Regions from separate parts of the Danio rerio genome. Here all the other regions are linked to region 1. Evidence: chromatin contacts called from public HiCAR-type data. All regions are on one chromosome and are shown on one strand. The core of a region is the stretch at or near the end of the contact, and the rest is flanking DNA. Distances in the headings are between cores, read along the strand shown. Region 1 overlaps jmjd1cb (jumonji domain containing 1Cb). Region 2 overlaps reep3b (receptor accessory protein 3b). Region 3 overlaps jmjd1cb (jumonji domain containing 1Cb).

Region 1 (3,894 bases), core at 412-2,911:
CATTGTTTTCCAGTAACATTTTGGATTGATTTCTGTTATTTATTTTGAATAATAATTGTATAATAATATTAATAATAATAAATTGAAATAAATTGTTATATTTATTGAATAATTGAATATATATTATATTTATTATTGGTTGGTGCCATTTAAAATGAAGATCAAGGTCCCATAATGCAATTCAAACGCAGAAATACACAGGGAGGAAAAGAAATGAATCACAAAATACAGAAAATACAGATATTTCTTATAGTGTAGTGTGACACCTGAAACATCTTGACCAGGGTTCAAAACTCTAATAAAGCAGGTATTAAATGTGAGTAAATCACCATTGCTGATAATATAAAGTAACTTCAGCTAAATTCCACGTGGACACAAAACTTCATTGTCATGTTGGCAATGCGGTGCACAAAATGTTTTCTGCTTTCAAATCAACCACCTTTTTGTTGATCAGAATGATAACTCACCTGGATTCCTATTGAATAACTGGGTTTCACCTACAACATTTTGCATAGCAGTGGTGCATAACCTGACCCTACTCACTAGCTCGGTTTTGATTATCAGATCACAAAGGCAAATGTGCAGACTGAATGGTGGACCTGTGTTTTTTCAGATTTATACATGAGCGTATGCTTCTGTGTTTTCAGTGTTTTGGTTGACATATTTCACTATGCCATATTAAAAATAACAATTTGCACCAACCGAGTTTTTACATTTAGAATTTATTTATAATTTAAGGTAAGAATTGATTAGAATAGTCTGTCAAAAAATGTTTTTGCTAAAATAAAAGCTTTGTGGTCTAACGTTTGCAAGCAAAGAAATTACACTAGGTATAAAAATAATATGTCAAATTTGCTATTTATTCAAAATTTGTGTTCCTGAACCACGAAACCAGTCATAGGTATCATTTGTTTTAGTTTTTTACATTTATACGTCATCTGAAAGTTGAATTAATAAGCTTTCCATTGATGTATGGTTAACATAGAGAAAATCAATATAGAGTGCTTAAATTAAGTATATATATTTACAAAGTATCTTCATGGATCACAATCTTTTCTTAACATTCTAATGTATTTGGCATAAAAGAAAAATCTATAGTTTTGATCCTTACAATGCATTTCTACCTATTCCCAAAAATATACCCCTGCAACGTTTTATGGTCACATTTGGCAAAATGATATAAAATTTGGCTATAGCTGCCTGTTGTCTTTCATCAGTTGTCACATCAGCCTCCATTACTTGTGCTGTGGGTTTCCAGAGAGAAAGGCGCCATACATTACAGTCCATTTATTCAGTGCGTGCTTCACATCCTAGACCATTACAGACGATAAGTGGCTTAAAGCTTTCATAAGATGTAGCACCTTTTCACTTGTGCTGCTCTAATGCAGCACATTTCAGATGAGCTTATAGATCCTTTACAATGCGGCCTGATTTTCACTAATGTGCAGGAGGATTCAGATGAGGTTTGAGCCTGCAGGCATACATCCTTTTACTCTAATCATTGTGTTTGTTTGGAAACAGAAGAGAGTCTGTGGTTGTGTCTATAATTTGCCTGTTTATCCATTACTCCAGTAACATAGTCCACTTAAAAGTGTGAATGAAAACAAGAGAGTAAATAGAGATTCTGATTGTCCACGCATGCCATCTTCAGGCGTCATCATTGCAGTGCATTCTGGATTGAATGAGTGCACTATATAATCGACTTTTGTTCTGGACACCACCTGGAATGGCTGTATAGTGCCCTAGATAAGAGACGTAGTCCCTGCCCCTATGGGTTTGAGCTACACTTCCTGTTCCAAGATGACATTTATTGACTTCTGCTCAGTGAAGCATGACTTTACAGCTCTGCAGGAAGTCAACTGGCATCATAAATTGTAGATCTCCCAACAACACACAGACTTTCCTAGAAAGCCTAATAAGATGCCAGTGTAGGGAGCATTTTAAGTGTCCCAAAGCAAAGGTTGTTCTAAAGAGAAGTACAATTTTAACACTATTGCCGATATCCATCCCAAAAATGAAAGCAGTTTTGTAATACACGGCGAAGTTCAGTGAACAAATCCATTCAAGTTTGCAGTTGATGGGAAAATAGTTGATTTTATATTACAGGGTGTTTGCAGGGAAAGTTCAATTTAAAGAAAGTTATAATTATTTTGGGGGGTTTTCACATTTATTGATAGGAAAATGGAGATTTATAGACAGGAAAGTGTGGGGAGGCAGAAAGAGGGGAAGGATCAGCAACGGATCTCGATCCGGGAATGGAACTCAGGTCGCCCCAAGCACCTCAGTGCTCAACACGCTCAGCATTAGGCTATTGGGGCCAACCAATTTAAAGAATTAAGTCCCTAAAAGATATTAAAAAGTCGTAAATGCTATTTTACATGGCATTAAATTTTGTATCCGAATGCTGAAGTTTGCCTGAATTTAATCTGCAAATATGGGTATGCTGTGTAGTTTGTAAAATCAATACAATCCGGTAAAGGTAGATAGAATACGAGGCCGGCCGGAAGTGCGATATGCACAACAATATAGCAGCATATTTTTTATAACACTGCATAACAATAATTAATATTTGTACTGTGACTGTTGGGTTTAGGGTTGGAGTGGGGGTAGGAGTTAAAAATACAATTTATAGGGTAATTTAATAGATAGCATAAATAATACTCGGCACTGTTTTACATTACTGTGATGGTTGGGGTGGGGGTAGATGTTATTAAAATACAATTAATGGAAAATATAATAAATAATATAAAAAATTCTCAATAACTTTCAGCAGCAACCATATTCGATCTAGCAACAACCATACAATCCTGCTAGATTTAAAATCACGGCAATTTGTTTACTGCAGCAACCAAAGAAACGCAATTATTCCTGGTGTTATGGGCGCCACCTGCTGGATTAGTATGTGAATAACTTTTTCATTTAGGATTCGTTTCTTACAAGAACTCACTACATTTACATGGACATCTGTAATGGAATTATTTGCCTTAATCTGAATAAGACAATAATATGATTAAGGTGTTTACATGAGCTGCTGAATGTTCCTTTCATGATCCTGTTTTACATGTTATAGCACATAATTCAATTAACGTCATTGCGTCAGCACGCTATCCACATTTCTTCTGGAGTTTTTATGTAATTTCGGGTGTTTCATTTTTAATTTGTCGACTTAAATTGCAGTTTGGCACTGTCACTTTCATTTAAGAACATTTCAAGCATGCCCCCTGTGACGAACGATATATTGGATGAGAGTATGAACTGCTGGAAGAGTGTTGTTTTAATGGAATTTGATAGGGCACATCGTATGGAGGGAATAAAAACCTCTGCATTTTGTGATGCAGGTGTCTGCGGTCCTTCACTAACTTGGTAGATGCAGAGAATAGTGTCAAACAGCCATGTGTGTACACCTACACAATGGTAATCATTGATTAAGGTGTTTACTAACCTTAATGTCTTTGCTGAACTTCACTAATGCGACTAAAATCGGCATACTCCACATCTTAATCCGATATTTGTTTAGTTCTATTTTGACTTTAGTCGGATTAAGGCAAACAAAAAATCGCTGTCTAATCAGAGTATTGTCTTAATCATATTAAAATCAGATTATTGGTGTCCATGTAAACATACTCAGTAAGTAGTACAGTATACATACTATGAGTTAAAATGTTACCAATGTTACCGGTTGAAACCTGAAGTGGCGACGAGGTCTTTAAATGTAAAGAGAGACTTTAAAAAGTTGTTGTTTTCTGTATATACCCTCTGTTACTTAAAATTTATATGGGATTCTGTGTATGTTTATTTTTAGCTGCCTTTCTAGTGCACACACATTCAGTTTCATGCCAGCCTTGGTGGTTTTTAGGCTGATCCTCTGTCTGTTTTTAGAATTTAAAGTTTTAC
Region 2 (3,894 bases), core at 558-3,057, 250 kb before region 1:
TTCTTAGTAGAAGTAACTCAGCTCACTGCAATGCAGCACCATACAAACAGACTCGGGTTACTAGGGTACTGAAATAGCACCTGCACAATGACTAAGGAAACCTAAAATTACCCGTTTGAAGTAGACAAAAGCATGAGTGCGAAGAAAAACAAATGTTTAAACTGGTAGTTCACCAAAAAATAAAATGCATGTAAGAATAAAACATAAATTTAGTTATAATGAAAACCTCGAAACACTACGAAGAACATTTTAAAAATCTTCATAAAGCATGAAACAACAGGAGGGCGAATAAATATTTAAAAAGGCTCAAATCTAATTCTGAGGTGTGTGTTTTGTTCCAAACATTTATAAGTTCTGTGGAACACAAAAGAAGATATTTTGAAGAATGCTGAGAAACAGTAACTACTGACTTCAATAGTAAGAAAAGCATGGAAGTTAATGGTTACAGGTTGGGCTGTAAAATAAGGTATTGATATTTATTGCACGGAACAGCATTGTCAATATCAATTACTCATAATATCGGAAAAAAAAGATTTGGTATTTAGTTTAGGTATGAAGCGCTATAGTTTTATTAAAACATGTCTACTGAGCGCGTGCCTTGGAAGCAGTTCCAATAAGCTTAGGGTGTAAGTTTGTCATTTCCAATGGAGGTGACCTGCGTGTATTTTCCAGGTAAACCTAGATGAAAACATCTGAACATCTGCTTTACACTTTGTATGGAATATACACATTTCAGTATGCAGACTAATTACCTCAGACAAGCAAAGTGCACCCAAACACTGCAGCCCTTTTTACTTTTCTCCATAAACTTGCATCGGAGCTGCAGCAACGATTTGTTAATTTGTCATCCTCTGAGAAAACACTGGCTGCCTAGTTACAAGAAACGCCAGAGGAGCGCGAGCGCAAAGTTCAATGTAAATGGTCAAGGAATCCTCGCGCACACACTTGTCACTTCAGGTCAGAATAACAACACATGCGAAAATGAGTGCCGTATAGCAGCAATGAGGAGATTGTAAATAAAAAAGGATGGAAGGATGTCGCCAGAGTGGCTTTTTGGTTGCTTTTCTTGTGCATCCCAGCCACTAGCTCCCCATCTGAAATAGTTTTTAGCATGGGGGTAATGTTAGCCATTCAACTTCACAATTTTTAATGTTGCAATATTTATATTTAAATAATGACGGCTGATTGCTTTACTTGAAAGCTCAGAGTTGATTATCATAATTTGTGCTGTTGACAGAGTTTACTGTAACATTATTATTCACACCTTGATTGTTCAGTATTTACGCTTCACCATTGCACACACTTTGCAACATTTTATTTATCAAGTTTAAGAGTTTCTTTAACACTTATGTTTATTTTATTATAAATAAAAATAAAATAAAATAAATCAGATATTTTGTTTAAAAATGTTTGTTTTTGACTATTAAAACTATTTGCCTTAGTAATGTCGATAAATTTAAATAAAGTGGTTAAATAAAAAAACTAACATTCCTAAATGTATTTTTAAAAAATATTTAATTATTATCGATATCGAATCATATGAAAAATAATATTGTGATAATTTTTTTTGCAATATCGCCCAGCCCTGGTTACAGTTTTCTATTTCTATTTTTTTTTTTATATCTTCTTGTATTCAACAGAAGAAAAAAACTCAAACAGGATTAGAACAAGTGAAGGGTGAGTAAACGATGACAGAATGTTCAGTTTTGGCTGAACCATCCTTTTAACATGTTTCTCCAATACATCCTGATCTGCAGGTTCATAACAACGCAGACTAATGGAGTGCTGACTATAAATGACACTGATTCCGGCCAAACCTGTACTAGTGTTTTAGTGTAACATCTGCATTGATCTTCTACTAAGGATCTAGCATGTGCTTTAAACAGGGCAATCCTTTAAAACAAGTAAGTGCAAAGAGAATGTGTCACCTGATGGGGTCGAACAAGCCAAAACACTCCCTCCACAACATGCCCGAACATGTCCAGAAACAATACTGTATTCACTTTTCATTTAAAGGACAGGTGTGAGTTAGAAATCTGGACTACTAACCTAAAAGTTGTAGGAAGTTGATGAATAATGATGATAATTGAGCTCTTGAGCAGGACCTCAAGTTAATTCAGAGATAATTCACCCCAAATTAAAACTTTTCTCAATTTAATTACTCCAAAAAAACGTACTTGCCTTAACTTGTTTTAAACTATTATGAGTTTTTTTCTTTTGCTAAACACAAAAGATGATACTTTGAAATATGTTGAAAACCTTTAACCATTGACCATTGCCATGGTATTAGTTTTCCTACAATGAAAGTTAATGGATACAGGTTTTCAGCTTCATTTAAAATGTCTTTTTTTTTGTTGGTATTTAAAGGTTAGGAATCACTTTTAAAACAATAAAGGTCATTGCACACTGAATCTGAAATTTACATAAGTAATTTTCACACATTAAAAAATTTATTCAACCTCGTGTTGTATCAATCATATTGACACACTGTCTTCGAAACTTTGATCCGTCATGAGAAGATTTTAATCGGGTTTGATTTTATCAGCTTAGATAAAGCGTTTTGAGAGGAGTTTTGACAATTCAGAGCTGTACACGCAAAAAGCTAAATACAGATAGTATGTTTTACTTTAGAAAATGCAGTAGGCCGATCAATTAGTTCCATTTGGCATTTGAGATTGCTTTGATTTCCTGAAATAAACATTGCATTTGGGGTTAATGCAGCGCAGATCTTTGATAATGATAAAACTCTCCCTTCTCTTTATGCAGTACTGGTTGCACAAAATAGCCTGAATAGAGAAGTGAACAAAGTGTGTAACTGACAAATTTTCAGATATGAATTTAAAAAAAAAAACGCAAATGAACACTACAGACTTCAGTGTGCAAAGACCTTAACGGTTATTTTCACACTGAATCCAAAATTTTCATTTGCAATTTTCGCACTTTAAAAAAAACATTTGACCTCACGTTGTGTGAATCGTATCGACACACTGCCTCTGAAACTTTCGATTGTCATCAAAATATTGATAAAATAAATAAATAAATAAATAAAATAAAAATAAATCTAACTGGGTTCGATGTTTTCCTCTTTTTGCATCTGAAAAAGCGATTTGAGGGGAGTTTTGACAGTTCAGAACCACCATAAAAGCGATAATCTAAATATAAAATGATTCGACACGTCAAAAGCGGCCACCATCTATTATAATGTCTGTAGGTACTGTCAGTCTCTGTTCGGATTTGTTTTGCGTACGTGAATGTGTGATGTATTACAAGCGTGAACTTATTCCGACATGTTGCACTGTTTCTGAAATGTTTTTGCGGTTTTTTGTAATGGATTAATTAATACGCTTTGGACTCAATGTGCAAGGTTTGTTTGTGACGAATTTTGTACATATGAATATAAAAAATACGCATGAGAAAAATTTGGACTTCAGTGTGCAGACCTTACGAGTAAATTTTGGGGTGAATCTCCCTTTTAATTCATGGCCTGCAGTAATTTACTGGTAGACGGTTTAGAGAATCAAATGCTTCCTAAACAAAACAAAAAAAATAATAATCATCAAAAGAAATGTACATGAGCATCAATGCAGTGTTTATACTTACGTATTCTTTGACATTTTTGGTTTTCACTGCTTTATAGGAGTAGTACGCTGGGTACAGGTTTCCGAAAACCAGCCTGTGTAAAGAAACAGAGGGCATAAATAAATAAACGAAGACAAAACAGATGTAATACTACTGATATTCTTCAAAAGCAGGTTGATTAATGGCTTCAGATCCTCCTGTCTGTGTGTCTAGCTCTATTAAAAAGAACTCTCTTCCTCTGTCTGATTGTTTACAAGGTACACAACGATTTCCTTTTCTTCCTTTCGGAAAAGAAAAAAATATGGGAAATGGGAG
Region 3 (3,894 bases), core at 543-3,042, 130 kb before region 1:
TTGTTTTGTCGTTAAGCTTCAAAAAAGCTAGCTGAAATTAAATGTTGCAATTAAATGTTGTAAATGAATCAGATTGTTAATTTAATATTTTAATGTAAATACTAAGCGAAGCATTGGCGCAGTAGGTAGTGCTGTCGCCTCACAGCAAGAAGGTTGCTGGGTCGCTGGTTTGAGCCTTGGCACAGTTGGCGTTTCTGTTTGTAGTTTGCATGTTCTCCCTGCGTTCTTGTGGGTTTCCTCCAGGTGCTCCGGTTTCCCCCACAGTTCAAAGACATGCAGTCTAGGTGAATTAGGTAGGCTAAATCGTCCGTTGTGTATGAGTGTGTGTGTGAATGTGTGTGTGGACGTTTCCCAGAGATGGGTTGCAGCTGGAAGGACATCCGCTACTTAAAAACTTGCTGGATAAGTTGGCGGTTCATTCTGCTGTGGCGACCTCGGATTAATAAAGGGACTAAGTTGGCAAGAAAATGATTGAAGGAATGCAAATACTGTCAATTGACAGATAGAGGAGAATGCACAAGACCTCGGCAACTTGACTAGTGTATACAACATTGATCTCTATTGTGTTATGACATTAATTATTTATTTTTATTGTAATAATTTCATTAGAAGATGTAATTAATTTGGTAATATGATAAGTTATTTTTGCTATTTATTTTTAAATATTAGAATATCATCCATGACAATTTTAATAAAATACAGTTTGCTATATTTACCTTCGGCCCATAACCCTCAATTAAGTTTGGTTTTTGTCCCTTCATAAGAAAATGTCTGGGGACTTCTGCTCAAAGGTATATCCAACTTCATTTAGCTCTAAATGAAGAAAGAAATTATCTTTCTTGTATCTCTAAATAGGAATCTTAACAATGACTGCACTAAATTGTGAGAATGACTGAGAACATTTTCTGTACAGCTCAGTAAAAACAAAACAGACAGTCAGAATTGATGTCAAAACAGACAGATGTCAAAATTGCAAAGTGCACATGGTAAACACTCTATTATTGTCTGTTGGTGTTGATCAGAAGTGTCCAAACTCTGTCCTGGAGGGCTGGTGTCCTGCTGAGTTTAGCCCCAGCTTGCCTCAACACACCTGTGAGGAGGTTTCTAGTATATCTATTTTGAACTTGGTTTGCTGGTTCAGGTGTGTTTGATTAGGGTTGGAGCTAAACTCTCCAGGACACCGGCCCTTCAGGACTGAGCTTGGACACCCCTGGTGTAGATGCTTATATGGTGATCAGTCTTGGTGTGAAGAAAGACTGGTAACTCTATAAGTATACCAAATAGCCTTAAAATAGCATAGTGACCTGCAAATGACTAGATTCAAAGTTGCTTTTCTACAGTCCAACTCAAATCGTTATAGTATTAAATTGTTTAATGTTTTTTCATTTGCTGGTCATTGAGTTACTCTAGGGGAAATATTCCTGTAAAATCTGCACTGAGATGTTTGTTGATCTGAGTAATGAAAGAGGATGTTGCTTCAAGCAATACTTTTAAAATCTGCAGTTTTCTTTAGCTTAACCTGCACATAACTGGAGGGGTCCAGATGTGAAATGTGTCCTGACAGGTCTGTTCTTCACTCGCTCCCGTCCAAACAAACACACACACACACACACACACACACACACACACACACGCACACACGCACACACGCACACACGCACACACGCACACACGCACACACACACACACACACACACACACACACACACACACACACTCACACACACACACATTAGAGCCTTCTCAACCTCAGTCATGGTGAGAAAACCACAACAGGCAGAGTCAGTGAATCATTTCTGGTATGAATCCACATTATGAAACCCCGCTCCTGTTACTGCACGTTGCTCAGCACTGGGGTTGTGCAATGTGCTCTCGGGCTGACTCACATACACACACACACACACACACTGATGATTCCCACAGGCCTCAGCACTAGATCTGTGAGCATTTCAGATCATTAGCTGGGCATTTTCTCGACGCACTTAAAAAAAAAAAAAGATTAGTCAACAGATGGATGTTGTCCAGTGGAGGAACTGTTTTTCCAGTTGGAATGCAGGTTAAGAAATTGTGCCAAACCTTCAGTGCGGCTTATTTTTTGGAAACCAGTTCTCCAGCCTATCACGCTACACCCGCTTTACGCTCACATGTGGCAAAAGAACAGACCAAAAACATGCTGTCGTTATGACACGCTGCATATGTCGAAAACATCCGACAGCTCAAACACATGTTCTCCCTCTTGTCTCAGTGTCTCACAAACACACAAACGTCAAGCTCCACTTTGACTCACATGGCTGTGGGTTGTTTCATAGCTAAGGATAACAGCAGGAACAAGGCGAGGAATGCTGGACATTCAGCGCGTCTGGAGTGAACACATCTGTCCATGAAATCACAGCAGAATTTAAGGCCACTGAGCTTTAATGTCTGTGAATAAGCATTTTTTTTAAAGATTAATTTATCAGATTTTTTAACAGCTAAACAAATAAGAGTAAAAGAGAAAAGACAGTATAAATATATAAAATATATATGTAACAGTACAAATTTGATAAAAAAAAAATTATAAATAGACCACACTATAATCCATATATTGTACAACAAGCAATATATGATGTGGATAGTAACTGTGACAAATGAAGCATGTAATAATATTTATACCCAGGGCTTTACATTAACACCCGCCAACCCGCCAAATGCCGGTAGATTTCAGCTTTGGCGGGTAAGACAGCCGCTCCCACCAGCCACTGTGGCAGATTGGAAATAATTTTTACATTGTAGTTTTCTTAAAGCAGGGTTCGACAATAAGGATGGCCCAATATACGTGCAATTGTGATCTTAGAATCGAGAAACAGCACGACTGAAAACAATAATTGTGTTCGCTTGAGACAAAGCAGGTGAATACCATATGACAGGATTATTACTCGCGCGCACAGGTGATGCGATGCGCTCCCATTTACTTGCGATTTTTTCCCGTTCACTTGCGATCGGTTCTATTTGAAAAAGACTAGACAAAAAACGATGCTCGTGTACCCACAGTCCTGCTGCTTTTAAGAGTTTAAGATTGAAAAATATATATATTTGTAAGCAACAGCAACAGTCACTGCTTTTGTTTTAATATTCTCAGGCATGTGATCATCTTTCAATATCACTCGTGGTATGTTTTTACCTGCTTTCTTTTGCTTACAGTTATTTTTGTTAATATAGTTTAATTATCATCCTTTACAATAACATTTCTTTAATATGAGATTAACCAACCATTTGTGTGTAGTAACTGCTGATCTGGGACAACACAACATCTAAATCAAGTCATTTTAGCATGTCAAAGTCACATTTATTCATATAAAATATATTTTCCAAACAACAAAATTGTGGCTAGTGAAAATGGCAAGTAGCTAGTAATGTTGGAAATCTACTTGCCACAGTGGCTGGTGATCAAAAAAGTTTAATGTAAAGGCCTGTTTACACCTGTTAACCCTCCTGTTTTTCCCGACATTCTCCCATATTTTATAGTTCTATCCCACTAAAGCATGAGACAATAATATATTAAAGTGAAAACGCAGGGGGATGGCATATTCTTCTTGTGGTTTTACTTCAAGAAATGGTTGTATGCTTGTGTTATATCAGCACTAGTACTTAACTGGACGGTACACGTTGAAACTTCCTAAACTCTTTTGTATGTTGCGCCAGTCCTGCGTCCTCATCATTTGCATGTTTATAAGGGGATTTTTAGACATCTACATTGTTTGCTTTGTTCCAAAAATAGAGATTTAATTAGCTACAATGTCACAATTTCTTCTTGTTACGGTTGCTTTCACAGAGTAACATTTTAAAGCATACCTAAATGTGTTTCTGCAAGTCACATGAGAGTACATCTGCCCTCTCATTGGTCAGAACGCACCC

Evidence for each region. HiCAR-type assays count read pairs that join an accessible place to other places.
Region 2: a HiCAR-type map of caudal fin shows a contact between it and region 1, with 7 times the contacts expected there. The contact joins two enhancer-like sites. A contact is called at or near these places in 1 of 18 Hi-C or Micro-C datasets (embryo) and 1 of 4 datasets of contacts at active chromatin or transcription factors (caudal fin).
Region 3: a HiCAR-type map of caudal fin shows a contact between it and region 1, with 5 times the contacts expected there. The contact joins two enhancer-like sites. A contact is called at or near these places in 2 of 18 Hi-C or Micro-C datasets (caudal fin and an unstated tissue) and 1 of 4 datasets of contacts at active chromatin or transcription factors (caudal fin).

What each region holds. Positions count from the first base shown.
Region 1 is chr12:9,154,623-9,158,516 of GRCz12tu, reverse strand. The region is part of intron 18 of jmjd1cb (jumonji domain containing 1Cb); the gene reads left to right. Among named protein-coding and RNA genes, the nearest start is that of nrbf2b, 29 kb to the right of the region's middle. Within about 2 kb of position 1,661, at least 9 of the 62 cell types and tissues checked have an H3K27ac peak or open chromatin away from gene starts, as enhancers often do. A contact at or near this core is called in caudal fin, where this site is marked.
Region 2 is chr12:9,400,739-9,404,632 of GRCz12tu, reverse strand. It overlaps reep3b (receptor accessory protein 3b), which reads right to left. Exons shown (of 8, transcript NM_200161.1): 2 at 3,601-3,673. Among named protein-coding and RNA genes, the nearest start is that of reep3b, 28 kb to the right of the region's middle. Within about 2 kb of position 1,807, at least 2 of the 62 cell types and tissues checked have an H3K27ac peak or open chromatin away from gene starts, as enhancers often do. A contact at or near this core is called in caudal fin, where this site is marked.
Region 3 is chr12:9,283,264-9,287,157 of GRCz12tu, reverse strand. All of the region lies in intron 1 of jmjd1cb (jumonji domain containing 1Cb), which reads left to right. Among named protein-coding and RNA genes, the nearest start is that of jmjd1cb, 85 kb to the left of the region's middle. Within about 2 kb of position 1,792, at least 34 of the 62 cell types and tissues checked have an H3K27ac peak or open chromatin away from gene starts, as enhancers often do. A contact at or near this core is called in caudal fin, where this site is marked.